4 separate regions of the Mus musculus genome follow, and all the other regions are linked to region 4. The links are chromatin contacts, called in public HiChIP or PLAC-seq and promoter capture Hi-C maps. All regions are on one chromosome and are shown on one strand. Each heading gives the region's core, a stretch centred on a gene start, on an enhancer-like site or on the middle of the called end of the contact. The rest is flanking DNA. Distances are from core to core; before and after follow the strand shown. Region 1 overlaps Copg2 (coatomer protein complex, subunit gamma 2). Region 2 overlaps Copg2 (coatomer protein complex, subunit gamma 2). Region 3 overlaps Copg2 (coatomer protein complex, subunit gamma 2). Region 4 holds the start of 1700012C14Rik (RIKEN cDNA 1700012C14 gene).

What was found. Promoter capture Hi-C pulls out the DNA fragments that hold promoters and counts their contacts. HiChIP or PLAC-seq counts read pairs in DNA pulled down with a chosen protein or histone mark.
Region 1: an H3K4me3 HiChIP or PLAC-seq map of bone marrow-derived macrophages shows a contact between it and region 4, with 3 times the contacts expected there. The contact joins the enhancer-like site here to the promoter of 1700012C14Rik in region 4. A contact is called at or near these places in 7 of 39 promoter capture datasets (the C10 cell line, cranial neural crest, frontonasal cranial neural crest and 4 more), 1 of 484 Hi-C or Micro-C datasets (nephron progenitors) and 4 of 115 datasets of contacts at active chromatin or transcription factors (bone marrow-derived macrophages, embryonic basal ganglia, embryonic hindbrain and 1 more).
Region 2: a contact with region 4 is called in a promoter capture Hi-C map of cranial neural crest. The contact joins the enhancer-like site here to the promoter of 1700012C14Rik in region 4. A contact is called at or near these places in 5 of 39 promoter capture datasets (the 3T3-L1 cell line, the C10 cell line, cranial neural crest and 2 more), 1 of 15 datasets of contacts at CTCF or cohesin (the NIH/3T3 cell line), 5 of 115 datasets of contacts at active chromatin or transcription factors (embryonic basal ganglia, embryonic hindbrain, embryonic limb bud and 2 more) and 1 of 9 other capture datasets (embryonic stem cells).
Region 3: a contact with region 4 is called in a promoter capture Hi-C map of neutrophils, with 3 times the contacts expected there. The contact joins the enhancer-like site here to the promoter of 1700012C14Rik in region 4. A contact is called at or near these places in 7 of 39 promoter capture datasets (the 3T3-L1 cell line, the C10 cell line, cranial neural crest and 4 more), 5 of 115 datasets of contacts at active chromatin or transcription factors (cardiomyocytes, embryonic basal ganglia, embryonic midbrain and 2 more) and 1 of 9 other capture datasets (embryonic stem cells).

The regions. Positions count from the first base shown.
Region 1 is chr6:30,851,151-30,857,748 of GRCm38.p6, reverse strand. All of the region lies in intron 9 of Copg2 (coatomer protein complex, subunit gamma 2), which reads left to right. Among named protein-coding and RNA genes, the nearest start is that of Gm38781, 32 kb to the left of the region's middle. Within about 2 kb of position 1,643, at least 25 of the 459 cell types and tissues checked have an H3K27ac peak or open chromatin away from gene starts, as enhancers often do. A contact at or near this core is called in bone marrow-derived macrophages, where this site is marked.
Region 2 is chr6:30,829,500-30,836,702 of GRCm38.p6, reverse strand. All of the region lies in intron 9 of Copg2 (coatomer protein complex, subunit gamma 2), which reads left to right. Among named protein-coding and RNA genes, the nearest start is that of Gm38781, 53 kb to the left of the region's middle. Within about 2 kb of position 3,867, at least 6 of the 459 cell types and tissues checked have an H3K27ac peak or open chromatin away from gene starts, as enhancers often do.
Region 3 is chr6:30,803,954-30,810,676 of GRCm38.p6, reverse strand. It overlaps Copg2 (coatomer protein complex, subunit gamma 2), which reads left to right. Exons shown (of 24, transcript NM_017478.3): 19 at 207-346; 20 at 947-1,118. Among named protein-coding and RNA genes, the nearest start is that of Mir335, 66 kb to the right of the region's middle. Within about 2 kb of position 5,171, at least 4 of the 459 cell types and tissues checked have an H3K27ac peak or open chromatin away from gene starts, as enhancers often do. A contact at or near this core is called in neutrophils, where this site is marked.
Region 4 is chr6:30,457,055-30,464,095 of GRCm38.p6, reverse strand. 1700012C14Rik (RIKEN cDNA 1700012C14 gene) reads right to left here and starts at 3,111. Exons shown (of 2, transcript NR_131049.1): 1 at 2,967-3,111; 2 at 783-1,135.

The DNA.
Region 1 (6,598 bases), core at 394-2,893, 400 kb before region 4:
AAAGAACTTGCTATTTTCTTGTTTTAAGTATTGTTTTATGTTAGTCTGTACTATATTTTTATAAGCAGTGTTTAGCAGAAAATCAAAAAAGTCAAAGTGGCAAGAAGAATGTGACTTTACTGAAGGAAAAAGTATTAGTAAAAGCAGATTTACTGATGATCCATGTGTTGGAGTTAATTAGCAGTGACTTTAATAACAGTTTCACCATAGGGTACCTTTTCTAATTATGGTAGATGCACTTTTTCATGGAAGTGCTTTTCGGTAGTTGAAAGTGACTTTTCAGCTCTTAAAACTTTTGGAACCAGGTCTAGTAATCTGATGGTTTCCCATTCTTTTAACTGAAATGGTTATGCTATTAGATATGATATCCATGGTTAGAATTTTGTCCTGCGGGTAAATAGCTTTTGTTAAACAGCAAAACATCTTTACTTTAACAACTTAACATCTCTAGAACTTAGTTTCCTTAACTGTGAAGTAATTTATCTGTCAGAATTATTGTAATAATTTAAGTCATATGCAAGAACAGTAAAGTGGATAAATTACTAAAGAACAAAAGTATTTTAATTTTACATACAAACCTTTTGTAACCACCTAAACACCAAGTTGATAGTTTTATGTGGCAGTGATTGTTCAAACATCTGGTTACACAAGCATCTGGCTACAGATACGTCAGCGTAAATACATACTTCACACTCTTCCCATATTTATTACCCTTGTGTTCTATGATAGACACAGCACACATAAATACTTACCCTAAATAAGGAATCCATGGCAACCAAAGTACAGATACCACCAAAGTTCCAACTTGGTGAACAAGTGAGTTTTATAGGACTGTGGGTGGGAGGTTATTTACAGGAGAAGAAATGACTCAAGGCAGCATCCTTAGGCCCACCTCAGCATGGGCGACAACTCACAAAAGCTGGAAACGTAGCATACAGCACAGGCTGTAGGAAGCTCAGCAGGTTGGAAAGTGTCCTTTTCATGTGACTCTGGTCTAAATCTCTTCTAGACAGCTCTGCTGGCTTCTGCTGCTTTCAGGCAGCTGGTTGGTCTCAGAGTCTTTTTAGTAGCTTTTTCCTCTGAGAGTCTTCTCTATAGCTCAGATTGTTTGAGTCTTGGCATCTCTGTTCCTGTTACTTAATTTGGGACAGAAGGGGCCTAGAGAATCTGGTCAGTTTTAGGAACTTCCTAGAGCTATTTCGAGTTATTTTCCTTTCTTCTTAAGGAGCTTCCCTGCAGGATGGATTGCTTCTATATTGGAGGAGATTGTTGCACAACATTCCATCTCTTCCTTTGTCTCTTACATACTTCCCATCCCCTCTTCTACAATCATCTCTGAACCTTGGAGACAGTGTCTTTGTTAGGCTTTCTATTGCTGTGAAGAGACACCGTGACCAGGGCAACTTTTATAAAGGAAGATATTTAATTTAGGGCTGGTTTACAGCTCAGAGGTTTAGTCCAATATCGTCACGGTGAGAAACATGGCGGCATGCACACAGACATGGTACTGGAAAAGAAACCGAGAGTGCTACATCTTGATCCACAGGCAGCAGAAGTGAAAGTGACACTAGGCCTAGTTTGAACAACTGAGACCTCAAAGCCCACACTTCCTCTAACAAGGCCACACTTCCTAATCTTGCCACCCCCTATAGGCCAAGCATTCAAACATATGAGTGTGTGGGGCCACTCCTATTCAGACCATCACAGGGTGACTATATAGTTCTACTGTGACTGAGAAATAGGCCGCTGTGCCACAGTTACTTGTTCTCAGGAGCTTCGTCAGCGGTTATGTTGAGGCTGACAACAGCAGTGATCTGTGGGCATAAATACACATTTAGAAGGCAGTGTGATGGGCATATCACATCCATCATAAAAAAAAAAAAAATTCCTCATCGGGACCTGTGACCTCAGTAGTCACAGGTTTCTGTCTTGGCTTATGTATCAGATGTGAACTCCCTCTTCTGAAGTGGGCCTTAAATCAGTTGGAGGGCTGTTCTAACCCACAGTAGCCAAGCCACTATTGTACAAGTAGGCACATCCTGCCCAGCATATGGTATTTCAACTCCTAGGGTCTATAGCTAGAAATGAAAAATTATTTTAGTAAGTTCATTACTATTAATTACTAGGAAAAGAGATTAGAGAACTTGATGATAGCTCAGTGAAAATTACCTAAACTGAAATATAGGAAGAAAAATAAAGGGAAAAATGAATAGAAAACTTGAAGCCTAGGGAAACACATCATAGTCTAATGTATCTGTAGTGTGACTCAGAAAGAGAGAAAAGGAAATGGGACAAAGTATTTGAAGAGATCAAAGGTCAGCTGCTGATACCAGGAGGCTAGTGAGCTCCGGTGAATGAGAAGTGTGAAGCACATGTACACTAGCCTTGTGTGTCATGTCGCTAAAGCCAGAAAGAAAGGAACCACAGAATGCACAGCATACTAGAGTCAAGGAGATAGAAGGAAGAATAGCAGTTGCTGTGATGAGTGGGTCATTATCATTGTCAGCTTAACTGGATATAGAGTTACCTAGGAGACACACCTCTGGATATGTCTGTGCGGTTGTTTCTAAAGAAGATCTAGCCTGAATGTGGGCTCAGGTTCCCAGTTGGAAAGAAAGGTAAGAAGGAGAATGTGACCATTGATCCTTCTCTGCTTTCTGACTTGGGAGAGAAGGTCACAGCTGCCTGATACTCCTGCTGCCACAGCTGAGGCCATTTTCACTCTTGTGCTCAAACTGTGAGCCAGAGTGAAGCCGTCTTTGTTTTTGTTTTTTGATTTTTTTGTCATAAGAAGTAGGCAATAAGAAAAACAACTAATAGAGAAAACTGATTCCAAAATGTGCCGCTGTTGCTAGGACCATCTGGCCATGTATTCTAGGTTCTTTGGAACTGTTGCTTGTTTGAGGCAGGGTCTTCCTTTATAGTCCTGGTTGTCTTAAAACTCTGTAGACCAGGCTGACCTTGAAATCAGAGCTCCCCTGCTTCTGCTTCCTGAGCAGATGTTCAGGTGTGCGCCACTGTGCCAGCTAGAACTACTTGTGGGAGAAATCTGGAAGAATTTGGGCCTGTGGGATGGAGAAGCCCTGGAATGCTATAAACAGAGATATGTTGTCAGATATATAAAAGACCAGAAGCTGATAGAAATGTGAAACAGTGAAATCCTGGTAAACACGGTGTCAATGAATAAAGACTGTTGGGAATTAGACCAGAGGCCAGTCATATTACACTCTGCAAAAAAGAAAAAAAATTTTTTTGACTCCTCTCTGTCTTGTCCTGAGAACTCGAGTGAGGCTGAATTCAGAAATAAAGTTTTTGGCAGAGGAAATGTTAAGACAAGCGCAAGGTAAGGCTGACAGCTTTTTATTCACATCTACATGGAGAGAAGAGAAATTCTTGAGAACTGTGCATTAGCCTGCCTTTGCTGCTCCTTCCCGAGTGTGTCTATCTCTGCTGTTTTTACTCTTCTCTGTTGATGTCACACTTAGCCCTCGTTGGCTTTCCAGCATGGGCTCAGTACAGGTGACTTTCTAGAGAGCTAAGGCCTTCAGAGCTGAACTGAGACGTTGAGGCATCCAATTTCATGAACTGAGCAGCTACTACCTTCTCTGCTTCTGCAGTGTACACATGACCATTGTTGGACTGTCTGGTTCCTAGCATCCATTCTATAATACATATATTCTCTATAGGTTCCTTTCCTCCAGAGAACCATGCCTAATATAGGTAGACTTTTAAGTGTGTCTTATGTATGTTGAAATTAATTCCCATAGGACATACAAAAAGATTGAAGTAGGATGTAGTAGTTTATGTGTATAAATCCTAGTACTGAAGAGGCTGAAGCAAGAGGATTGCCACTAGTTTGAGGCTAGTCTGGGCTTCATAGTGAGTTTCAGGTTATTCTGGCCTACAGAGTAAGATACTGTCCCCAAATAATTCATATGCATGTGCATACACATATGTGTATATAAATAAAATAATAGAAATAAAACTTGGGCCGAGCAATGGTGGTGCACGCCGTTAATCCCAGAACTTGGGAAGCAGAGGCAGATGGAGCTCTGCGAGTTCCAGGCTAGCCTGGTCTGCAGAGTGAGTTCCAGGACAGCCAGGGGTCTACAGAGAAATCCTGTCTCAAAAAAAAAAAAAAAAAAAAAAAAAACAAAACAAAACAGAAAAAGTAAAAGGAGGAGAAGGAGAAATAATAAAAGCTTAGCAGCTTCATTAACTGTGATGTATAGAGATGGAGCCTTTGCGAAATGGTTAGGACTAGATAAAATCATCCATGTGAAGCCCCTGTGGTTCAACACTGATGCCTTGTCAAGGAGAGAGTGCCATCCCTGAGGATACAGATTCCACAAGCGCTAACCTGACTCTTGCTGTGCCTTAGGACTCTCACCCTGTATTCTGACCAGTGTATAGTGAGACCCTACCATAAAAGGCTGTATCTATTGTAGTTAAACCAAGAAATTACCAGTGTTTCTAGATAAAGGATTAGTATCCAAAATCAGTTTGCTTTTTTTTTCAGACAACCCATAAATGAGATAGAATTTTTAAAAAGCATAGGAATGAATTTGTCAAAAATTATATGCATCTCTACTCAGAAAATTACAAAATATTATTTAGTGTTACTTGAAAAAAATCAGTATATATTATGTTTTTATACTGAAATATTTCAATATTATAACAATGTCACTTCTTTTTAAATTGACCTCTGTATTCCATGAGTCTGTAGCAAAAACCCTCAACTTATAAATGCCAAACAGAAATGCATATTCACTGTGAAAAGACATGTACAGGAAGGCTTAATCTTAAGATGGAGCAATCCAAATATGCATCAGTGCTAAGATCTAAAAATAAATTATGGTATGTTCATGTAAATAATGAACAATTACTCTTGAGTGCAGCCACATGGATAATTCTGACTGAGAGGTCATAGATAAAAGAATACATTCTGGGCCAGATCTTAGGTTCAGTCTGCAACATTACAAAAAAACAACAAACACAACACACAGACACAGAGGGGGTTAGTTTGGGTGGGGAGAAGTTGAGATGGGGTCTCACTATGTATCACAGCCTAACCTGGGACTCACAATGACCCTCCTACCTCAGTCTCTTGAGGGTGACTTCTGGGATTATAGGTATATGCTATCATGCTTGGCTCACTAATATTTATTTCAGACCTATATGGATATAGATAATATTAAAAGTTAAGATAGTACTGGAAGTTTAGCTCAGCAACAAAGTACTTGTCTAGCATTCATGAAGCCCTGGGTTTAAGTTTAGTACTATTAGAAAAAAAAGAATAGTAATTATCTTTGAGGTAGTGTTTGTGAGGTAGCCTGAAGGTGCTTATGGAGTTTTTGAAATACTTATTTTTCTTATCATTTTGATCTTATAATAATCCCCTTAAGAATTATAAAATTATCAATATTTCATAATAAATTATTCTAGAACCTACCAGAGTAAGAAAACATTAAACCATAGATGTTTTCCCAAACAATCTCTCTGGCTTTTTTTTTTTTCCCTCTTACTTTCTCTTTATGTTTGGAGATAGGGTCTCATGTTGGTCCAGATTGTCCTTGTGTTCACCGTGCAGCCAAAGCTGGCTGTGAACTGTTGACTCTTCCTCCCAAAGACTCATAGTCATGACACATCATGCTCTGCTAGCTACTAGGTGTTTGGGGTCTTTCTTGCAGTTGCAGTCAGAATAATGGTTTGTGCTGCAGTCATCTTGGAAGCTAAAATTTTTGTTTCTACAGTATTTTACCGGTATTCTGTTGGCAGAGATATCTCAGTTTCTTGCCATGTGTGCCTGCCTCTTCATAGCGTTGCTTGAGTGTCTTGATAGCATTGACTTTCTTCAGAACAAGAGAGAAAAGTGCATGATATTTTTCTGGCCTAATCTTGGAGAAACATGATAATGTTTCTGTTTGATAGAAAGACCATCCAGAGTTAAAGAAGCAGACAGAAGGATGCAAGAATCATTGGGGGATGCTGTCAGATTTGACTGCTATGTTAGTGGTGGACAGCCATAACAAAATACTTCATTCAAACTAAAGGCTTGTGTGACATGTTCACTGCCATGTAGCCACAGTAGCTAACTCATAAGCTTCCTGATAGTCTCCAGTCTCTCCTGCCTATCTTGCTTTAGGAACACCAGAATCACTGAGGTCTGCTACTGTGACTGGCTCTAAATGTGTTCTAGGGATCCATATTCAGGTTCTTGCTCTTATATAGCAAGTGCTTTACACACCAAGTCATCTTCCATCCCACAAGTTGATATTTCTAAGTCAGAAGTTTTGTGAGATGTGTGTGTTTCTTATGTGTGAATGCATGTGCATTGAAGGTAAAATATGTACATATGGGGGTCAGAAATTTACATCAGATATCTTCCTTGACAATTTCCACTTATTTACTGAGACAGAATCTCTTGCTGAACCCAAAGCTCACTGATTGGACTAGTTAGCCAGCTTCCCAGGGGTATTGGCTCAGTGTCCTGAGCACCTGGATTCCAGGCCAGCTGATACTCCCATACAGCTTTTATGGAGGTATTAGGGATCCAAATTTTGGCCTTCACACATGATGCCAAGCACTTCATCCCTGA
Region 2 (7,203 bases), core at 2,618-5,117, 370 kb before region 4:
TGTCTGCTTTACTGCTCTCTTCCCATTTTGTTAGTGTTATCAAGCTAAGTCATTCCAATCTCTTGCCCACCATCAAATAGAGTTGTTGTGCTTGAAAGACTTCCTTACCCATTCTCCATTCTTTTTTTTTTCTGATAACTCAGATAACAGAGTTTGACAATTTCATAAGAAACCTACAGACAAGTATGTCTCTTGTTGTACCCTCAAAATGTTAACAAATACTTTTATATAGAACTTTTACATGTTGCTTGTCTTTGTTTCCTTATTTTAACATATTGATGAAGTTTGTTTTATCCCCTTTCTAAGAGATTGTGCTTTGGAGCTGTGTCCAATAGCTGCCTAGTTCAAGAGCACAGTGGTTCCTCAATATGCTCTTTTAGTAGCATGATATTAATAGTTCTAGTTTGCAACCTTTAAGACTATCATCCATTCTGAGTAAAGTTCTGTATATGCTCATATAATGGAATAAATACATTCATTTAAGAAAATACCAATTTTCCCAGTGCCAGTTAGTAAAAACTCTTTTCTCCTTTAAATTGTCTCTTCTTTGGGAAGTCAGCTGACCATGTGATGAAACTCCCAGTTTTTTTCAGTTGTCATGATGCTCCAGGTTTATAGGAAGATTTGAATCTGGAAAATGTGTTTTTGGAGTTCATTGCTTATCCATATGCATTTTAGAACAAGCTTTGGATTACTACAGTAAAACCTGCTGGCATTTTGGTAGGATTTGCACTGTCCAGAATAATAGGTATATTTTAAATCAATTCATATGGGAGTATTGCCATCTTGATAATAAGTAGTTTTATAGCATGGACAGGGTCTATTTCTTCATTTAAAGTCCTCAAAAAGATTTTATAGTTTTCAATTTAAAATTGTGATAATTTTATTCAATTAATTTTTAAAGTATTTAATTTGTGTGCATATAGAAGTCAGAGGGGACAACTCACATGAGTTGTGCTCACGTTCTACCATATGGATCCTGGGAAATAACACTCAGACTTGACAGCGAGTACCTTAGCCACCCCTTCCCCCATGTCTCCCTGGCCCCTTCGCTCAGTCTTAGGCTGTTGTGAATGGAATTGTTTCATCACTTTCACTTCTGGACTGAACTATAGTTGTTTTTATGTTAATCTTATAGTTTATAAACTTGTATGCTGCTAGCTAGTGCATGCTACTCCCTCTTCCTTTCCTCCCTCTACCCCTGCCCTGTGCTCTCTTGATTTCTCTACTTCTCTCTTGTTCTCTGCATCCATATACTACTTTGGATTTTCTGTGTATAATATCATATCACTTGTGAACAAATATGGCTTCACTTCTTTGTTTCTAGACTAACCCCTGTGTTTTGTGTTGTGCTTTTTTTTTTCACTACCTCAAGCCTTTAGTGTGATAGTGAGTAGAAATGGTGAAAGAAGGCTTCTTTGACTACAGTTTTGCAGGAAACCCATTAAGCATGATGTAGATCTTTAAAGGTCTGCTTTATCCGGAGAGGCTCTGCCAGTGCCTGATTCAGAGGTGAATGCTCACAGCCATCCATTGAACTGAGCACAGGGTCCCCAATGGAGAAGCTAGAGAAAGGACCCAAGGAGCTGAAGGGGTTTGCAGCCCTATAGGAGGAACAACAATGTGAACTAACCAGTACCCCCCCAGAGCTCCCAGGGACTAAACCATCAACCAAAAAGTACTCAAGGAGGGACTCAGCCACATATCTAGCAGAAGATGGCCTTGTTGGACATAAATGAGAGGAGAGGCTCTTGGCCTTGTAAAGGTTCGATGCCCCAGTATAGGGGGATGCCAGGATAGGGAAGCGGGAGTGGGTGGGTTAGTGGGCGGGGGTGTGTGTGATGGGATAAGAGGGTTTTCAGAGGGGAAATGAGGAAAGGGGATACAATTTGAAATGTAAATAAAGAAAATATCTAATAAAAAATGAAAAAAAAATAGACTGAAAATAAACCAGATTTACCCAAAGGGAGGGGGAAAAAAAAATCCAGTTGAGGTGGTACCCTCCAGCCCTGTTGTTTGTTTTAATGTTGTTTTTGTTGTTTGTAATAATTAATGTATATTAATATGCTATATAACATTTGATCTATTATGTTGTTCTGCTTCTGAGAACAATCTGCTCAGTTCATTTACTCTTAAATTTTTCAGCTCTTTATCTTAGTTATTCATGCCCTATCTGATGAATAGCTAACAACGCTTGTCTCCCATCCTGCAGATCTTTTCAGTTTGCTGTTGCCTTTGTTGTGCAGGAGCTTAATTTGATGTTTGATGTTCATCAGGCCTACCTGTTATTTCCTGAGGTGTTGGAGTCTTACTCAGAAAGTTTGTGCTTGTCCCCATATCTTGAAATGTTTCTACTTTATTTTGATAGTTTCAAAGTTTCAGGTCTTATATTAAGGTCTTTAGTGAATTTGAAGTTGACTTTTGTGCAGGGTGAAAGGTAAAGATTGTATTTCATTCTTTGTCACATGCATATCCAGTTTCCTAGCAGCCTGTGTGGGTGAGGCCATCTTTTCTCCAGTAGGCACTTTAGCACTTTTGTCAACAAACCATTTCCTATAGGTTTTCTAGTTTACTGGAAGATAATTCTTCAGAATACTTCTTAGTGAGCCTCTGGATTTCAGTGAATGTTTGTTGTAATATTCCTTCACCCCCTTTACCTCTAATGTTATTAATTTGAGTCTTTCTTTTGGTCACTTTGTCTAAGCATTTGTCAGTCTTGTTCATCTGTTCAAAAAAGCAACAGTTGGCCTGGTGGTGGTGGTGGTGGTGGCGCACGTCTTTAATCCCAGCACTCGGGAGGCAGAGACAGGCAGATTTCTGAGTTTGAGGCCAGCCTCGTCTACAAAGTAAGTTCCAGGACAGCCAGGGCTACACAGAGAAACCCTGCCTTGAAAAACCTAAATAAATAAATAAATAAATAAATAAATAAATAAATAAAAAAAAAAAATATAAATAAAAATAAAATAAGAAGAAATAATAGAGCAAGGTAGAATTTAATAAAATGAAGACCGTAAGAGGATCAGTGAAACTGTTGCTTTTTTATTTTTTTGTTTTTGTTTGTTTTCTTTTTTGTGTTGTTGTTGTTGTTGTTGTTGTTTGAGACAGGGTTTCTCTGTGTAGCCCTGGCTGTCCTGGAACTCACTCTTGTAGACCAGGCTGGCCTTGAACTCAGAAATCCACCTGCCTCTGCCTCCCAAGTGCTGGGATTAAAGGCGTGCACCACCACTGCCTGGCTCCTTATTTCATTTTTATCTACTAATTTTGTTTGGCTTGTTCTGTTTTGTTTTGTTTTGTTTTTTTCTAAGACTTAGAGGTACATCACTAAGAGATGATCAAAGTGTTCTCTTGCCTTGTTAATGCGTACACTAAGCACAACAAGCTTACCTCTTTTGTCTTTGCTGTATACAAAAAAATCTAATGAAGTGTGGTTTTTTTCACTTGTTTCTAGAATTTCTTTGCTTTTTAAAAACCATATATATATATATATATATATATATATATATATATATATATAGTAAACATCATTTGCATATTCAATCCTCATGTGTTTTAAGTGGCGCCTATAGTTTCTTGTGATACATCACGATTGCTGCCACCTCTCCCAGTCACCCCCTTCCACACCCCTCCCCCATTCTCATCTGAGAGGGTAGAGGCCCCCCTGAATATCCCCCTACCCTGGCACATCAAGTCTCTGGGAGTCTAGGCACATCCTCTCCCACTGAGGCCAGACAAGGTACCCCAGCTAGAAGAACATATCATCCCACAGACAGGTAACATTGAAAAAGAATTCAGAACTATGTCTACCTTTGTTAAGCACAGACTATAAGCTAGTTGGATGGGACCCTGCCCTGAACTTAGCATTTCTACCACAACTGAGTCTAACTTTGCTTTGTCCTAGGCTGATCCTGAACTCAGGAATCTATCTGCCTTTGTTAGCATAAACAAAAAATCTTAGCTGGGTGGAATCTCCTGTGATCACTGCTCCCTAAATCTCTCTCTCTTCTTCCTTAGCAATTGTCTAACTACTCGGTTCGTGGCATAGCTGCTTTTGTTCCTTTATATTCATGAAGCCCCTCATGTAATTCATATAGTATCCTTATTTTTGCATAGGTAAGAAATTATATATTTTCAAACTCATGTATTTAGAGCTCTTTCCTATAACCTTAAGGGCTGTCCTGAAAGTCCTAGAGTTTACCATTTTGCTGAGACATAGGCACACCCTCGACTCCTGGACTCCTGCTGTTTCTAATTATCACCGAGTCACTCACATTCACAGGGGGGAGTCTGAATTATGTACATTATTATACAAACATTCCTTGTAGCCACAGCAGCCAAGGACACTCTTGGAGGTTCACACCAGGGGCCCTGTCCCAGGGGCAGGAACCATGTCACTGTCCCCACCAAGGCCTGGCAGGGCTCAGTCACTGCTCCATCCTCTGTCCCTGCATTTCTTGTAGACAGGATAAATTTTGGTTAGAAAGTTTTGTCAGTAGGTTGGTGTCCCTATCACTCCACTGGGGTTCCTGCCTGGCTACATGAAGTGGCCTCTTGAAGTTCCATATCCCAATGCTGTGAGTCACAGCTAAGCTCACCCCATTGATTCTCGGGGTCCTCCCCTATCCTCGGTCTCTGGCAGGCCCTTGAGATACCCCACCACCACCAGTTGCAGATTTCCATTCATTCCATTCACCTCCTATTCCTCCCCATACTTGATCCTGAATTCCCCCTACACCATTCCTCTCCCCAGCCCCCCTCCCACCCAGTTCTCTTCCTCTATCTACCTCCTACAACTATTTTTGTTCCCCTTTCTAAGTGAGATTCAAGCATTCTTACTTGGACCTTCCTTCTTATTTAGCTTCTTTGGGTCTGTGGAGTGTAGTAGCATGTTTATCTTGTATTTTATGGCTAATATCCACTTTATAAATGAGTACATGCCATATATGTCCTTTGGATCTGGGTTACCTCACTCAGGATGATATTCTCAAATTCCATCCATTTTCCTGCAGAATTCATTATTTTTAATAGCTAAATAGTATTCTATTGTGTAGATGGACCACATTTTCTTTATCCATTCTTTAGTTGAGGGACATCTAGATTGTTTCCAGTTTCTGGCTATTACAAACAAAGCTGCTAGTTGAACAAGTGTTCCCGTGGTATAGTAGGGCATCTTGTAAGTATATGCCTAAGAGTGATATACCTGGGTCTTAAGATAGAATATTTCCTGTTTTCTGAGAAACTGCCACATTGATTTCCAACGTGGTTGTACAAGTCTGCACTCTGACCAGCAATGGAGGAGTGTTCCTCTTGCTCCACAGCTTCCCTAGCATGTACTATTGTAAGAGCCCGAAAATTCCTGAAGGAAGACCCCAGACTCAGATAGTATGCAAAACAAAGAGAGTTTATTCTGCAGAAACAACCAGCATGAGCCCAGACAAAGGTCCGCAGGCCTTCTAATAGGAAATTGGGGAAACTCTCTAGAAGGATTAGGTAATCTAAAATTTCATTGGTGGGTGCTAGGGCATCACAGGTGGTCAGTGGCCTGTCTACATTCCTACATCATGAATTTTCAACCATGTGAAGAAATAGGACTGTCCCCACAGATGGCCTGTTCTGAGATAAGATATTTCTCCATTTTGTGGTTATCCCCAGGCTGTTTTTTGGGAGAGGGTTTTATGATCTTGTTCTGGATTTTATGGTCTATTCCTAGAGCTGGTGTCTTATGACCTAGTTTCTGGGACTTATGGTCTATTCCTGAAGCTGGTCCCTTACGGCCTCTTTTAAAAATCATTAAATTAAAAAGCTGGTCCTTAAATGGAGACAAATAGGATACTTAAGTGGGGACAAATGGGGTTTATATTGTCCTTTCACTATCACTTGAGTTTTTGATCTTAGCCATTCTGCCATGTGAGATGGAATCTCAGAGTTGTTTTAATTTGCATTTCCCTAATGACTAAGGACTTCGAACATTTCTTTAAGTGCTTCGCAGCTATTTGAGAGGCCTCTGTTGTTCATTCTCTGTTCAGTTCTGTACCCCATTTTTTAATTGGGTTATGTGGGTTGTTGGAGTCTAACTTCTTGTGTTTTTAATGAAATAGACAATTTTCTAAACAGATAACACTTACCAAAGTTAAATCAAGGTCAGGTAAACAAAAAGTTATTTTTCAAAGGTGTATTTTATTTATACGTATGTGGGTATATATGTGCACATGTATGTCCAAGTGCACATAGAATCCAGAAGAAGCTGCTGTATCTTTTGGGACTGGAATTGGAAATGTTTATGAACTATTTGACATGAACTTGACCACTGAGCCATTTCTCTAGCCCCTAAGAAATATTCATATTCTCATTCATATTCTCTTTCTTTCTGTGTTTGTTAAAACTTGTTTTATTATCTAAAATGCGATCTACTTTGAAGAAATTTTCATAGACTGCTGAGAAGAGTATGTATTCTATAGATGGAAATGTCAGTTAAATCCATTTATTTTTACAGTGCAATTGAACTCCAACTTTCTTCTGGGGGATGGGGTTGGGACAGGCTGAATGACATAGCTGTCCGTTCTCTCTATGTAGCCCTGGCTGTCCTTGGAAGTCATTATGTAGACCAGGCTGGCCTCAACTCAACAGAGATCTACCTGCTTCTGCCTCCCAAGTGCATGCAACACCACACTCAGCTGGAGTGAGATTTTTAAAGTAAGTGTCCATTGTTGTTATGTGTGGACTTGTCTAATCCCTTCATGTCTAGTTGTGTTTTGTGAAATTAGGTACATTGGCTTTTGATAGCTACATATTTATAATCATGATAGATTCTTAATGGTTATCTCTTTATTAATATGACATGACTGTCTTTATTTCTACGGTTAAATTTGACTTAAAGTCTGCTTTGTCAGGTATGAGTATAGCTATTCTAGCTTGTTTTTAAATTCTACTTACTTGAAATATAATTTTCCATTTTTTCTCTTTCAGTTTTTGCCAGTAAGTTTCTTCTAGACAGCAAACAGTTGGATCTTGCTTTTTAATCAATTCAGCTGACCTATGTTCCAAGTTAATTCTTTAAATTTAATACTATTGAGAGAGATATGCTAACTTTTCCCATCTTTATGCGCTTGCTGGTTTACAGAGCTAATTGTGTGTGGCTCCTTCTATTCTCCACTGTTTATTCTTTTAATGAGACTTGTTCTTTCTTGTGCTTTCATGTTTGTGTAT
Region 3 (6,723 bases), core at 3,922-6,421, 340 kb before region 4:
ACATAAAGGAATCTAGTATATAAACTTGGCAACTTAAAGGATTATTTCACAGAAGTTTGGAGATCTCCAAATTGACTTTTCAATTGTTAGTAAAACCTTAAAATTAACCGCTCTTTCTACTCTGTGGTAACTAAAGCATTTTAATAAAGTCTCTTCCTGTCTTCTTCATACTGTACTTGTATTTTCTTTCTCTTTGTACTTAACAGAACAGTTAGCTGCCATTCCTGAGTTTATGAACCTGGGACCCTTGTTTAAGTCTTCTGAGCCTGTGCAGCTTACAGAAGCAGAGACAGAGTATTTCGTTCGCTGTGTGAAGCACATGTTTACTGACCATATTGTATTCCAGGTGAGATAACAAACTAACTCTTGGTTCTTTTATAGCCTTTAAGTACAAGCTGCTATACTTGGAGACAAATAGTACTTCCCTATAGTTTATGATTCTAGTTCCTTTCATAAAGGATTGATTAAGCAACACTTCCAGTTTTCTTTTTAGATGTATACTAAGTTTCTTCCTCTGATGGGCTATTTTTGATAACTAAAATCTAAAAGGATATAAAATTAAAATGTTCCAAAAATAGATATACAGCATAATTTTTTAAAAATCAGTATTTAAACAAGGTCAACTAAGTGTGTTGGTCACAGAACTTAGCTTTGTAACACCTTGAAGTAGAGACAGACTCAGGAAGACACACACTGATGGCTCAGCACAAAGCACTCATAATAAGCCTGTCTGTTTCACAGACACAGTTGGGAGAACACTCATGGCAGGTATAAGGCTTGCCTTCAATCTAATACAAAAAGAAGAAAAGCCTTAGGAGACCTACAGTGCTACTTAGTGTTGAGTATAGTAGATGCCAGAGCTGAACTGTGAACTATGAGTGAGTAGAAACCACTTATTGGAAAGCATTTCTTATTCTTTACAAGTTTTCTATTGCTGACTTTTCAGTTTGACTGTACCAACACTCTAAATGACCAGCTGCTGGAGAAAGTAACAGTGCAGATGGAACCATCCGATTCCTATGAAGTGCTGTGCTGTATCCCAGCTCCCAGCCTCCCTTACAATCAGCCAGGAATATGCTACACACTTGTTCGATTGCCAGATGAAGATCCTACAGCAGGTACTAACTCTTAGAAGGGAGAAGGTACTTAGTGCTCTAAAATGCATCGCCTCTTGAGCTCTTAGAATGTCTTGACAAGTTTTTAATTTTCAAGAATGTAATTCTTTCCAGAATTTAATGTTGGGGGTGGGTGTGTTTATAAAGTTGATTACTATTATATAGGTATTACTTTCAAAACTAAATCTGTAAGGAAAAAATGCTGATGATAATGTTAAAAGAGGAACTGAATGTGCACAGTAATAGCCTAAAAAAGCATTCAGGTTTTCTATTGAAACAACGTAAAGCATGAGTGAAAACCTGATATGTCTTATAAGAATCGGGATGTTTCTTTCCAAGATTCCTGGGGAAAGATGGTTATTTAGCAGATGGTTGGCATTTTAAATACATCACTTTTAAGCATCTTGTAGCATAAGACTACAGTCTGCAGTGTTTCAGCCTCGTTAGCTTAGTCAACCATTTTGTGTTCCATATTTGAGGAAGGCCTTATCATTTACTTGACCTATGGTCAGTCTTGGGGTGGAAGTGGCATAAGGGTCTAAATGAGAGACAATTACTAGTGCCAGTTATAGTATTTATACTTTGAGGATTTTGGATGGTCTTCATGGTGTATCCTTTATAAATGTTGAAATCTATCCCACTTGAACCTCCACCCAACTCAGTTTTCCCATACTCATTGCAGAACTGACCCAACTTTCACAGAAATAAGCACACATAGACCATTAATATTTAAAGTTTTTACTACTTGTAAGTACATGAAATACAGAAATTAACAATATTAACAAACATCAGAGAAGTTACAGAATTACAAGAGATCATAAAAGGACTAGTAAATAGTTCCCTGGTCATCATTCAGTTACACTGAGGGCGTGTTCTGATTTATAGCCTCTTCTCCTAACTCCCTTCTTCAGGGTTCACTCATGGGAACTGCTGACCAATCTTAGCTGGGTTGGGTGCTAGACTAGGCTACTCAGACTCTGGCACGAGGTAGATTCATGTTGGCACCATTGCTGAGTCTGAATCCCAGGATGTTCCCTTTGATCCAGTGGAACTGTTTGTGTTGTACAGCCACTTGGATCTGTAACTGTAACCCTGGGTGGGAAGGAAGGCACTTTCCTATCTGGACTCTGACATTTCTCCTTTGAGCTTTTGGTAATCTGTCTTTAAACTTAATAACTTTGTTTATTCCTTTGTAAAATCCTCTCAACTTCCATTTCCTTGTGGTTTCACTTTATTCTCTGGTCTTCTGATATATATGCTAGACAGTATTTAAACTTTCTGTTCTCTCAAGTAAAGCTAGTTTTGTTTGCTACTGTTCCAAATTTATATCTGGGTCCAGCCTTAATGCAGCTCTATGTCTTTGCTATCATCCTGGGAGACTCTGTTTTTTCCAATAGCCATCTTTCATTGCTTCAGAATTCTTCCACAATCACTGTACTTCTCACTAAACTTGTGTGTTATTAATTTTTAAGGGATGCCATTAATTTACACTTAATTACAATAGGAAGCAAATCTGAACCCATTGAAAACTCCAGCCCTTCCCAGTTGAGATTACTAGCTCCTCAGTATATACTCAATACTAGCTCCTCAGGTGGACTCTGATATTAGATAACTCAGGGGACCCACACCCCAGGGAATGGGATTAAAAGAATAAGTACAGTTTTACAATACCAAAATACACAAAACAACGATATTGAAATTACAGCAGTTACATATAGGGAAACAATAGTAACATTAAACACTTCCACCAAGAGAGGGAGAATAGATCATCACCTCAGCTCTCTTCACTGAGAGGTAACTTCTTAAAACAGATCTTACATGTTATTAGCCCAGAGGTTTGAATGTTTGCTCTGCTGGCTATGGACTATTTGGCTTTTGTTTGTGAAAATTTGGCAATTAGAGATGTTTCTTTATGTTAGATTTAGAGGGTTTTCTGATCAGTGGCATAATGTGGCTATAAACTCCAATCTTGTTTCATCACTTTTGTGTTTGACCTACCATATGCTTTCTTCTTTCTATTCTTTATTTTTATTAGAATTCATGAATTTTAGCCTGTAGCCAATCTCAGCTCTACTGTGCAATGAACGATATGAAATACCAGGACAGAGGTGGTAATGGAGCCCATCCTCCTGTCTGTCTTTTCTTTAACATTGAACTTTTCCCCATTGCAGATATTCTAACAATTACCAGTCACTTCAGAATCGTGTCACTTCTAAAACATATCTTATCTCAGAAAAAATATTTTTCCTTACAGTCTCAAGGAAAATATAGAAATTCTTATTTATGATTTCTTTCAACTTGAAAATAATAAAGCATATTAGAAAGGAATATGGGTTTAATAGATAAAGGTAATAATTTTAATTCTGGCCCTACCACATACTAAATCTGTGAATTGGACAAATTATTTTATTTGTTTAAGTATCGCCTGGTACCAAACATAATAACACACAATATTTTGTTTAATTTTGGGCTTCCTTAATTTTTTTCTACTAGCATATTTAAAATTAGTTCTTCTATAGTTCAAAAGATATGTGCCCTCCAGTATTCTTCAGACTATTATTCATTGATTATAACTTTCTTTGCTCAATCTATAAACATCCTTGGCTCTAAGATACTGGTTTCTGAAGATTGTGCCACTTACAAACTCATCTCTTTGTAACCATTTACTCCCCTTACCCAACCCGTTCATTGATACTTGATGAAACTTTTAGGGAGCCAAATAGCCTCCTTTACCATTGGAGCTATGTGAATTTTTGTTGTAGGCCATATTAATTATAATTCAACCTGTGTCCAACTTTTCTTTCAATTCTCATAGTTCCTTTTTTTTTTTGTCTTTTTCTTTTTTTGTTGTTTTCTTTTTTCTTTCTTTTGATTTTTTCCTTTTTTTTTTTTTAACCTTTTTCTTTTCTTTCATTCTTTTTTTTTTTTTTTTTTTTTTTTTTTTCTAAGACAGGGTCTTCCTCTGTATCCCAGGTTGGCTGTGAACTTCTGATCATTTTGCCACTAAACCCAACTCAAATTTTCTGATTTTATAATAAACTATGTGATAGTCCTACTACTTTCTCTCTCTCTCTCTTTTTTTTTTGTCTTTAATATTCTTCTGTTTTCTAAATTAGTGAAGTTGTTTCTTCACTAAATAAAGGCTGGGTTACTTACTGACTTGCTTCTCTTATGAAGAGAACTCTGCTTAGTCTTTGAAAATCTGCCTAACATTCCTTGCTTAACCTGGAGATACGTTACCACCTCCCACTTTGGAAACCCTGAATTCTGCCTTTTGCTTTCCTGCCCTGGCTCCATTATAAAGGGTGAGCCACAACTTCTGTTGGTTTTAACCTCTCTTGGCCTTTTCATTTTGCATTAGTGGTATGTCCAGTTTGATTCAAAATGTTTGTTGGCATTCTACAGCTACCTACTTCCTCCTCAACAACACTCCTTGGAACCTTCCAATCAATATGAGAACTCCCAAGTCTTTCTAGCCCTGTCTGATCACTTCCTGATTTCCACTCACTGCTCCCATCACTGTCAACCTCTGCATTTAGGACAAACTCCACTGAGTCCATGTGCTCTCTAACTTCACCTAGCTATAAAAGTCTAGGTGATTAGGTCTACCATTGTGGGAAAATCATGTTTTTTTAAAACACAGTCTGAGACATTTGTCCATGGTTATCAATGACATAGAACTCACAGTTATTTTATAGGCACTGTTTTTCTTTTTTGCCAGAACCATAGTTTTACAGCTGAATTAAATATCTCATTTTCTCTTTTCTAAGGCCTGAGTCTACCTTCTTGGTGTGGTTCATTCCTCTGAGCCCCTCTGCACCCTCCTCTCTCCCAGCTCCTCTCATGCTCTCCCTCCCACCTATTACAACTTCCTCACACTTCTCCTGGGTCCCAGTTAACCCTTTCTCCTGCTCTACCTTCCACTGCTCAGAGAAGCAGAGTCACCCTCTCAACACCTGAAGCTTCTTCCGATGCCCTCTGGGGTGCTCCGGTGTATTCTACAGACCTGTGCGTCAGCACCCCAGCTTGACCTGTCCTCCACACCCACTGCTTCACCTGACTTGGGTCTCTCTGCATCCGACTGATTGTACCAAGTCTGCACCCTCTACCCAGCAGTCTCTCTGGCCCAGACTTCATGGTCCTTCTAGAACTAACTGTGTCCATGGCTCCCAGTGACCTGTGCTGCTTCTTTTCACATCCTTCCATTCACATCTGATGAAGCTCTCAGGGAACCTCTGACTCTGACCGTGATCTTCCACCTGTCCTGTGTTTTGGCATTCTGCCTGCATAGCCTACCCTGTCTCCAGAAGTTCTAACTTCCACACTGTCTTAATGCTGCTGAACTGAAGCTCTCTCCCTGGGGACTCTAGTCCCTGAATTTTCTTTCTACTCCTCAGCACTCATCTCCTTCCATGAGCTTCCCTACATCACTGGCTCCATTTTTACCTGCCTTTGATTCCTACATACAACTAGCTATAAACACCTTTCACCTCTATGCATCCTCCATCTCTATCAGCCTCACTGCCCCACCTCAGTCCTCAGCAGGAAGCACAGTTGGCAGTGCCCTCCCTGCCCCTGACAGGAAACCCTCTCACAGCTCTCACCCTTCCTCCCACCTCCCTTCTGCACTGCATCCAGTTGCTGCTCACTGTCATCCCCCTGCACCAGCAGGACCTTTCCTCCCAAGTCTGACAGTCATGACTCTGATGCCTCCTCCATCTGCTCACCCTTCCTTCTCTGTAGCCTTCTCCATCCCCCTACCCCTTCCACCAGTGATTCTCACCCGGGGGTGCATGGCCCCCAAGTAGCCTATCAGAACCATCTTCTGAGCTAGGGTTGTTGTTAATGTTTGTGAGCAGGTCACTGCTGCTCCCCTCTGATGTTCTGATAGGCTACCCGGGGGCCGTGCCCGCCCCCCCCTCGGGTGGAACCCCCCACCCCCCACCCCCGGGTAAGAATCACTGCTGTGGATGGCCCCCTGTCCTCCCTGGCCTTTGTTCCCCTATTCCATGTCCCCAGCTTTCTGGTGGTGACCATTAGATCTCCTCACTCAAGCACCTCAGTGTTTCCTAGTCTTTATCCTTTATTTGACACAACTTATTCCTCTCCCAGTATAATCTTTTACACAGAACATGCCCTGACCCAGTCTGTATGTGAAAGGTATTCTTTTTAACCCTTTGTCCCTAGCTATCATATTCAGATACCTGGCATCACTCAGGTCTTCTTTAGTCTGGGTCTTCGGGGTGACTGTTATTACCCCTTTCACTTTCCTCCTCTGCAATTAAGAAATTGTGGTACCCTCTTCAGAAACTACACCTTTTTTTCGTGGGCCAACTGGTGTTGTTTAGAGCAGCTACTGCCCTATTTCACCCCTTAACATCCTAAAGTCCTGGTCCTACCAAAGTAGATGTAATCCTTCCTGGCCATGGCCATGGCCATCACATTGACCTTTCATCCTCTTGCTTGCCCTTTGACACATTGCTCCAAGGCTTTCCTGCATGCTCACAACCCCACAAGCTTGCTCCTCTGTAGACTCTTGCTATCTTTGATTTGCCCATTGACTCCTTCCCATTTTTTGTTTTGTTTTGGGTTTGGATTTGGGTTTGGG
Region 4 (7,041 bases), core at 1,862-4,361:
GCACTCGGGAGGCAGAGGCAGACAAATTTCTGAGTTCCAGGCCAGCCTGGTCTACAAAGTGAGTTCCAGGACAGCCAGGGCAAAGAGACCCAGGGGACCCTTTCTCAACCTCCCCTCCTCCCCCCCCCAAAAAAAAGAACATGCATAGCCTTGCTCCGAAGTGTACGAGTGAGTCGGAGCTGTGCTGGTCCGGGCACCATATGAACCATGTTTAGGACTAGCCCAGCTGACTCCATTCCATCTCAGCACACTCACAGGTAATTTCATGAGCCGGCTGCAATTCACACCTGGATCTACCATCACGGCAGCCTGTCAACACTCAGACGTGGCTTGCTTGGACACATTTTCCAGGTGTCACCAGGCAATTCCACACATGGCATGCGGCAGTCATATCCGAAGGCCGTCCCCAAGACTCGGAACTCTGCCTGCTTTCAGTTATTTACTTATTTATTTGAAACAGGGTCTCACTGTGTAGCCCAGGTTAGCCTTGAGCTCACTGTAAAGCTGCCTTTAAACTTATGATCCTCCTCCTAAGTGCTAGGAGGACAGGGACGTGCCACCAGACCACACTTCATTTCCTTATCTTATCTCTAAGCCAGGGCACACATACCAGACTCTCTCCCGAGGTAATTTCAGCAGGAATTCTCTCCAGATCTAGTGCCCCAAACATACTTACATCTGACACGGCCATTTGTATTCCTTCTGGGGTCCTCTTTGCATGGCTGACTTCAAGCAGGCTAATTAATTATTTTAGAAACCACGATTAAATCGACACAGTGATTAATCTGATAATCCTTTTTATGAAATTACCTCGGAAACGCTAACTTTTCATCTTTTGAAACTCACTGTGTAAATTACTCTGAAGATTACATTGTACCAGCTTTTGGCTCCGTAAATCTTAATGGCAATGTTTTGCCAAAAGCAATAAAAGCTGTCCTGGATTTATCAGGTCAATCAGGGAAGGGGCAGGCAGGCAGGAAATTGAAGGTGACTCAAACTGCAAAGTCGGGAGGGAGGGGTCGTTGACTGAAGAAACTGTTGGAACTTGCCACTGTGGCCACATGCAAGCAAGGAAGTGAGTAGCCTCAGGAAGCAGAGAGGCATGCAGAACGCCAGTCACAGCTGCCGAGGCTCCCTGTCGGAAAGAAGAGATGTGCAGTTCTTAGAGGTCTTAGAAGAGGCCTTCTAGTCGTGCCTCTTCTCCCCACCCCCAGCAGCTCCTCCCAGTGCCCAGAAGGCAGAAGGCAGAGGCAGAGAGAAGATGCTTGGGCTGTTGTCTTCCTCTGCTATGCCCGACGGGCAGGGTCCTGGGCCTCAGGCTGACTTGAATCACTCCAATCCTACTTTAGATGTTATCAACCATGCCTCCTACAGCCTGGCTGCAGTGACCCAGCCTATCTATCTGAGTGCAGCATCCCCTTCTACTGTTCGCTTCTTTCCTACATAGTGGCTACACACTGGATCCCTCTGCGGGCCTCACTGGAAGTGTGTCACATTGCTCTGCAGCTTGTAGGAGGTAGCAGGCACCACAGGCCTCTACAGATTGCAGGACAGGTGGAGGGCCCCCGCCTTCTGAACCCAGGCCCCTAGCTATCCAGCTAGCTGAAAGTGTTTATTGAACACCTACTTTGTTCCAGGCTCTAAGGACTATGGAATGAACAAGATAGAGTCAGCTCCTGTCCTCCTGATGGTGGAACAAACAGGCAGTAAACTCTATGACCATGGGGGAGATGGGAAGGGGACAGAGCCGGTAGAAGGGTCAGGGCAAAGGCCTTGGAGTCTTCCTAGTGGGACCCTAGCTTTGACTCTTCCTCACTGAGATGATATTTGAATAGAGAACCGGAGATGGAGGACAGACCCACAGAAACGCAGGAGGAAGAGCGAGCCACTGGTGCCAAGGCCCCCAACAACACACTTCATCATCCAAGGAGCGGCACCATGGCTGGACTAAAGGGAGCATCGTGGCAAGACACCAAGGTCAGGTAGCTTTGGAATCCCCACGCCATGGAAAGAGCTGAGATGTGGCCTTTCTGGGCATCTTACAAGGAAAACGCGTCCATCTGTTGCCTTGTTCTGGTCTGAAAGGTATCTCCCCCCCCCCCAGCCCCCCCCCCCCCGACAGATCAGGTGCTTCCACTGGCTCCAGGGAAAGGCTCCGGAGCTGGGATTTCCAAATCTTGGAAGCCTCACTGCCAGGAGTCACCGTGTGGCCTGAGGAAACCAAGATACCTCATACAGATTCCACATAGTCCCTGTCTCTACTGCTGCGTCCCTGGGGTCAGAAGAAGACCAACCCATAGCTTCTGTCTTTTTTCTCCTGGCCGGGCTATTCAGATGATAGCTAAAGACAAGGCAAGCTGCCTTATCTTCCCCAAGCCGGGACAGAAGGAGTTTATGAGGACGCTGATAGGAACCCTGAGAGGCTACTGGCCCTCTCAGGGTGCTCCTCAGAAAAGTCTCAGTGTGTGGTAATTATCTGGTTAGTGAGGACTTCAGCTGACCTCTGAAGAGTGACAGGACAGTCCTCCTCCTTCAGGAGATGGTGACCCACACCCATCAACCCATGCTGGGGTTACTCTGTTCTTCTCATGGTGCCACACAGGAGCTGGGCCAGTCTGGAGGAGAAAGGATGCTGGAGCCTTACTCTCAGGGGAGGAGCGCTCTCTTAGCTCACTCTCCAAGAACTGGGTGGGGAGTCTTTCAGACAGAACCTGTCTTTGGCCCTGAGTCTCATCCTGGTGACTGAGCCGGGCTTATCCCCGTGGCTTAGCAGAGCGAGCGGCCATGGAAGCTTTTCTGGACTGGGCTAGCAAGGCGTGAGGGTTTAAGCATGTGCCCGGAGAGCTCTGGCACCTGTTTGATACTTCCCAGGTTGATGGTGGCATTTCTGGTGTGAATCCAGCCCCTGGAGTATCCAGGTCCCGGGCTCCATCTGCCACCTCACTTGAGGGTGCCAGGCCCCTCACCTCTCCTACTCCAGGCCCACATCACCTTCCAGAATAACCCCCATCAGGAACGCGGCTAGGATCTTTCCTCCCTGTTGCTTTTCCAGTGAGGCCTCTTTTCCCCTTCATACAAGCACTTCCGAGAGAGCCAAATCGACCGCCCTCTAGGTTGCCATGGAAACAGAGCTTTCTTTCCTCCCTCCTGTTTACCTTGGTCAGGGGACTGCGACAAAAAGCAGCCTGTCGCAGGAGGAGAAGGGAGGGCGGGGGAGAGCGGAGGGAGAATCAGCTTGCCTTAAACCAGATCATTCCGGTTTGGAGTGGTTCTCTCCCCCGCAGCCCTAGGCCCCTCTTGCCACACTGGGCTGTGGAAGGCAGGGAGGGAGGGAGGATCCTCATCCTGCGAAGCTTTAGTGGAGAAGGTCCTACACCCGTGGTACCCCGTCCTAATTCCAAGTGGACCTGTCTCCCTCAAGGCCAGAGTTTGGCCTCCAGTGCATCCTCTGGAGGTGCTGCCCCAGGGTGACTGCTGTGCTCAGGTTGGCTCCCCACCCCAGGATAAAGAGATGGGAGCTGAAGGCCAGGCCTTGCTCTGTATATGTACTCTTGAGTGCCCTGGCCAAAGTGGCCTCACCCTATTTACCAAAAAGATCATTGTCGTAGCCTCGAACTTAAAATTTCCCAACTAACTGCCTTGGAGCGCGATTATATATCAGTGCCTTCTGAGCACCGCCTCTCCTCGCCCTAACTTTCCAAGTCTCCTGCAGTTTTTCTGGTTTCTTTCGTAGGCTTCCTCCCCTTCCAGAAGCCACCAGGAGGTGGTGGGTGCTGTCCCTGAAAAGCTTTCTAGCTCTTTGTGCTCCTCTGAGCCTTGAGCTAAAGTACTCTATTCTCAGTACCTGATTCCTCTAACCGGTTTGCTGGGTAGAAGCCCTGCCTCCGGGTGCTATCAGCCTGAATACAAGGTTGTGCCCCGGTGGCATCCCAGCCGGTTGCGTACCCACTAGATGCACAGTTAGCGTGGGCACCGGCCGCTGCTAGTCGCGGTGCCCACGACCAGGACCAGCGCTGCTCGCCAGGGGGCGGCAGAGAACCCACCCTGGGCAGCTTCTCCGCGAAGCACGAGGCCATTTTACATTCGAAAAATCCTGACCTGGCTCCGCATCTATGTGGACACTGGGAGCTTTGCCGGGACAAGTGACTGGCGGTGGCACCTGGGGGACTTGGCGCTCGCTTCCAGAGCAGCTTCCCGTCCCAGGCACAGGCTTCATCGTGCTGCACTGCGGCTCCGCGGAGCCCCGCCCACCTGGGGAAGGGTCTGGTCCTTTATCGGTGCAGTGAGAGTTCTTACCAAGGAGACCCTTCCTCTGGCATTGGGAGAGCTGGTAACTCCCTTGGCAAGAACACTTTGGTGGCCCTTGGCTTATCCTCCCGCATCCCAACACAATGTTTTTGTTTGGTTTCTGATTTTGTTTTAAGAAGCCCTGGTTGGCCTGAAACTCAGTGTATATAGACCAGGCTAGCCTCAAACTCACAGGTCCACCTGCCTCCGCCGAAATGCTGGGATGAAAAAACGAGGGTGCACCACCACGCCGGCTCCAGCACAAATTAGCTAAGCAGAAAGTGGACAGAGTGACGCCTGACTGCAGCACGTGGCAGATATGGCTCTGCTACCCTGCAGGGAGAGAAAGTGGGCCTTGCAGTCTTAGAACCTTCTGAGGCCCAGACTCTTGGTAGCTTTAGTGAGATGGTTCATAAAAGATGAACTGATCTGCCCGTCCCTTCTGAGGTGACACACACTGACACTTGATGTATTTCACAGATGCAACCGCTGTGAGGATCCTGGCTTGGTGTTGAGTGCCAAGAATAGTAAGTGGCCAGCGTGTGCCGCTGTCTGTGTCCTCTCTTCACCAACCCTAGAGCTGGGCTGAGGAGCCAAACTGGACAGGCCCTTCCCGCCTGCCTGGCTGCTGCCTGAGCCGAGCCGAGAGACCTCATTTCTGTGTGTCAGGCTGGGCTGTCCCAACCTTGGTGAATCAGAATATGGCTAATCTGCAGGGTCTCCTGGGAATAAGGTCCACCCCCGCCCACCTCTTTTCACCCAACTATGGAGAAGAAAAAGAGGTACAATAATACTCTTGCTTGATGTTATAAAGGGACAAGATAGCAAGGAACACATTTCCCGCAACACAATAAGACACTTAGAACAACAGATTGCTTTTTTCCCCAAACCTTCTCCCCCTTCATTTGTTCCTCTCTAGAGCTGGCTCTTAAAGGTTCCCAGATACCAGTCAGGCTGCGTGTGAACGAGTGGGGAACTTCACAGTTGTATCCTTTGAATCATTCCAACTACAGACTTAGTGAGAAAAGCTATTTTCACACTATCTAGAAAGACAAGTTGTTTGGTTTCTGTTTTGTAAGGAGAGGGAGATGCCAGCAGTTCAGCCCAGGCCTCCCTCGAATGTCACAGGCTAGGCAGGTTTGCTGCCACCTAGCTATATCCCCAGCCTCCACGTCAGTCTCAACACTACTGGACTAAGTAGTCTAGACACTGATGCCTTTGTTTGTTTGTTTGTTTGTTTGTTTGTTTGTTTGTTTGTTTTAGACACTATTCTTTTTATCTCTAATTAAAATGTTACCTAATGGTTGTCTTAATCTGAGACCTCCCAGCTCTAGAGAGCAGCCATGACTGGGACCATTAGCACCAATCTGAGCACTCTCCACGGCCACTAAAGCCGCACAGAGGTCTCGGAGACACTATTAGTCCACTTGAGGAAGAATAACACTGGCACCATTTTACTCGTATTTCAGTGCTCTCGAGGGAGGGAAGGGACGAGTCTGTTTGATCAGACTGTCATTCTCACATCAAGGTGACAGGGCCAGGACAAGCACTGTTCATCCCGGCCTTGGCTCAACAGTTCTCTGCTGGACAATTAGGCACAAGGAAGAAAGTGAGCAGCTACGAGACAGGGGTCCCCAAATCCTTAACCCAGTTGATACAGAACTGAGATTTGTTAAGATACCACTTTATGGGCCAGGCGTGGTGGTGCAGGCCTCTAATCCCAGCACTCGGAAGGCAGAGGCAGGCAGATTTCTGAGTTCGAGGCCAGCCTGGTCTACAAAGTGAGTTCCAGGACAGCCAGGGCTACACAGAGAAACCCTGTCTCAAAAATAACCAAAAAAAACCCCCTTTATTTTAAAATATTTAAAATAACAACAGCAAAAACAAACAAACAAACAAGCACCCCCAAAAAAAACCAGTACTGAGTTTTGGGGATTCCGGCCCCACATTTTTCCTTTTTAATAAGTATGTATTATTTTTTGAATGATTGTTGCACGTGTGCAGAAGATAACCCTCAGGTGCATCTCGTCTTCTACCTTTGCGTGGGTCTAGGTGGCCACATGCACAGCAAGACTTTTGTCTACTGAGGCACTTCGGCAGCCCTGCATGGTTTAGAAACCAGTGGCTTACACGTTAGCTCTGCCGCTGGCTTTGTTCTTCCTCCCTCCATTTACAGCCCCTCCCACTCCGTCCAAGCCTGTATCACACACGTGAGCATGCTACAAGTATGGCACTCATCTAATCTACAGAGCTGACACCAAACCCCGTGGGCTGACAGTCGGAGTGTCAGATGAAGGGGTGTTGTAGAGTTGTACAACACCCTTGGCAAGCATCCTGCTTACCAGAGGCTAGCTTCCCAAGTTCCCCTGTATCCTCCTCTCTAGTCCACTTCCTCTGACTGATGAGTAAGCCACACCCAAGAGAAACCAAGCTCCAGAGAGGAGGAGTGTTTATGAGAGGTAGGAACGAAGTCCTGTCCCAACCCAGAATCTTCCTAAAACTGCCACTCTGTGGCTAGAACCAGGTGCGGCTATTTATATTTAAATACATTTAAATCAAGTTCCAGATTCAGTTTGTCTGTCACAGTAACCAGTGTTGGAGTATTCAATAGCTCATGTGGCTGGTAGCTGCCACCCTAGTGGACAGTGCAGGTGGAGAACATGTCCTTTCACTAAACAAGGCTTTCTGACTTGTCAGCTGAGCGGAGCAGAGACTGCGGTGCTACGGCCTAACCACGCTAGGTAAAATGGTAGC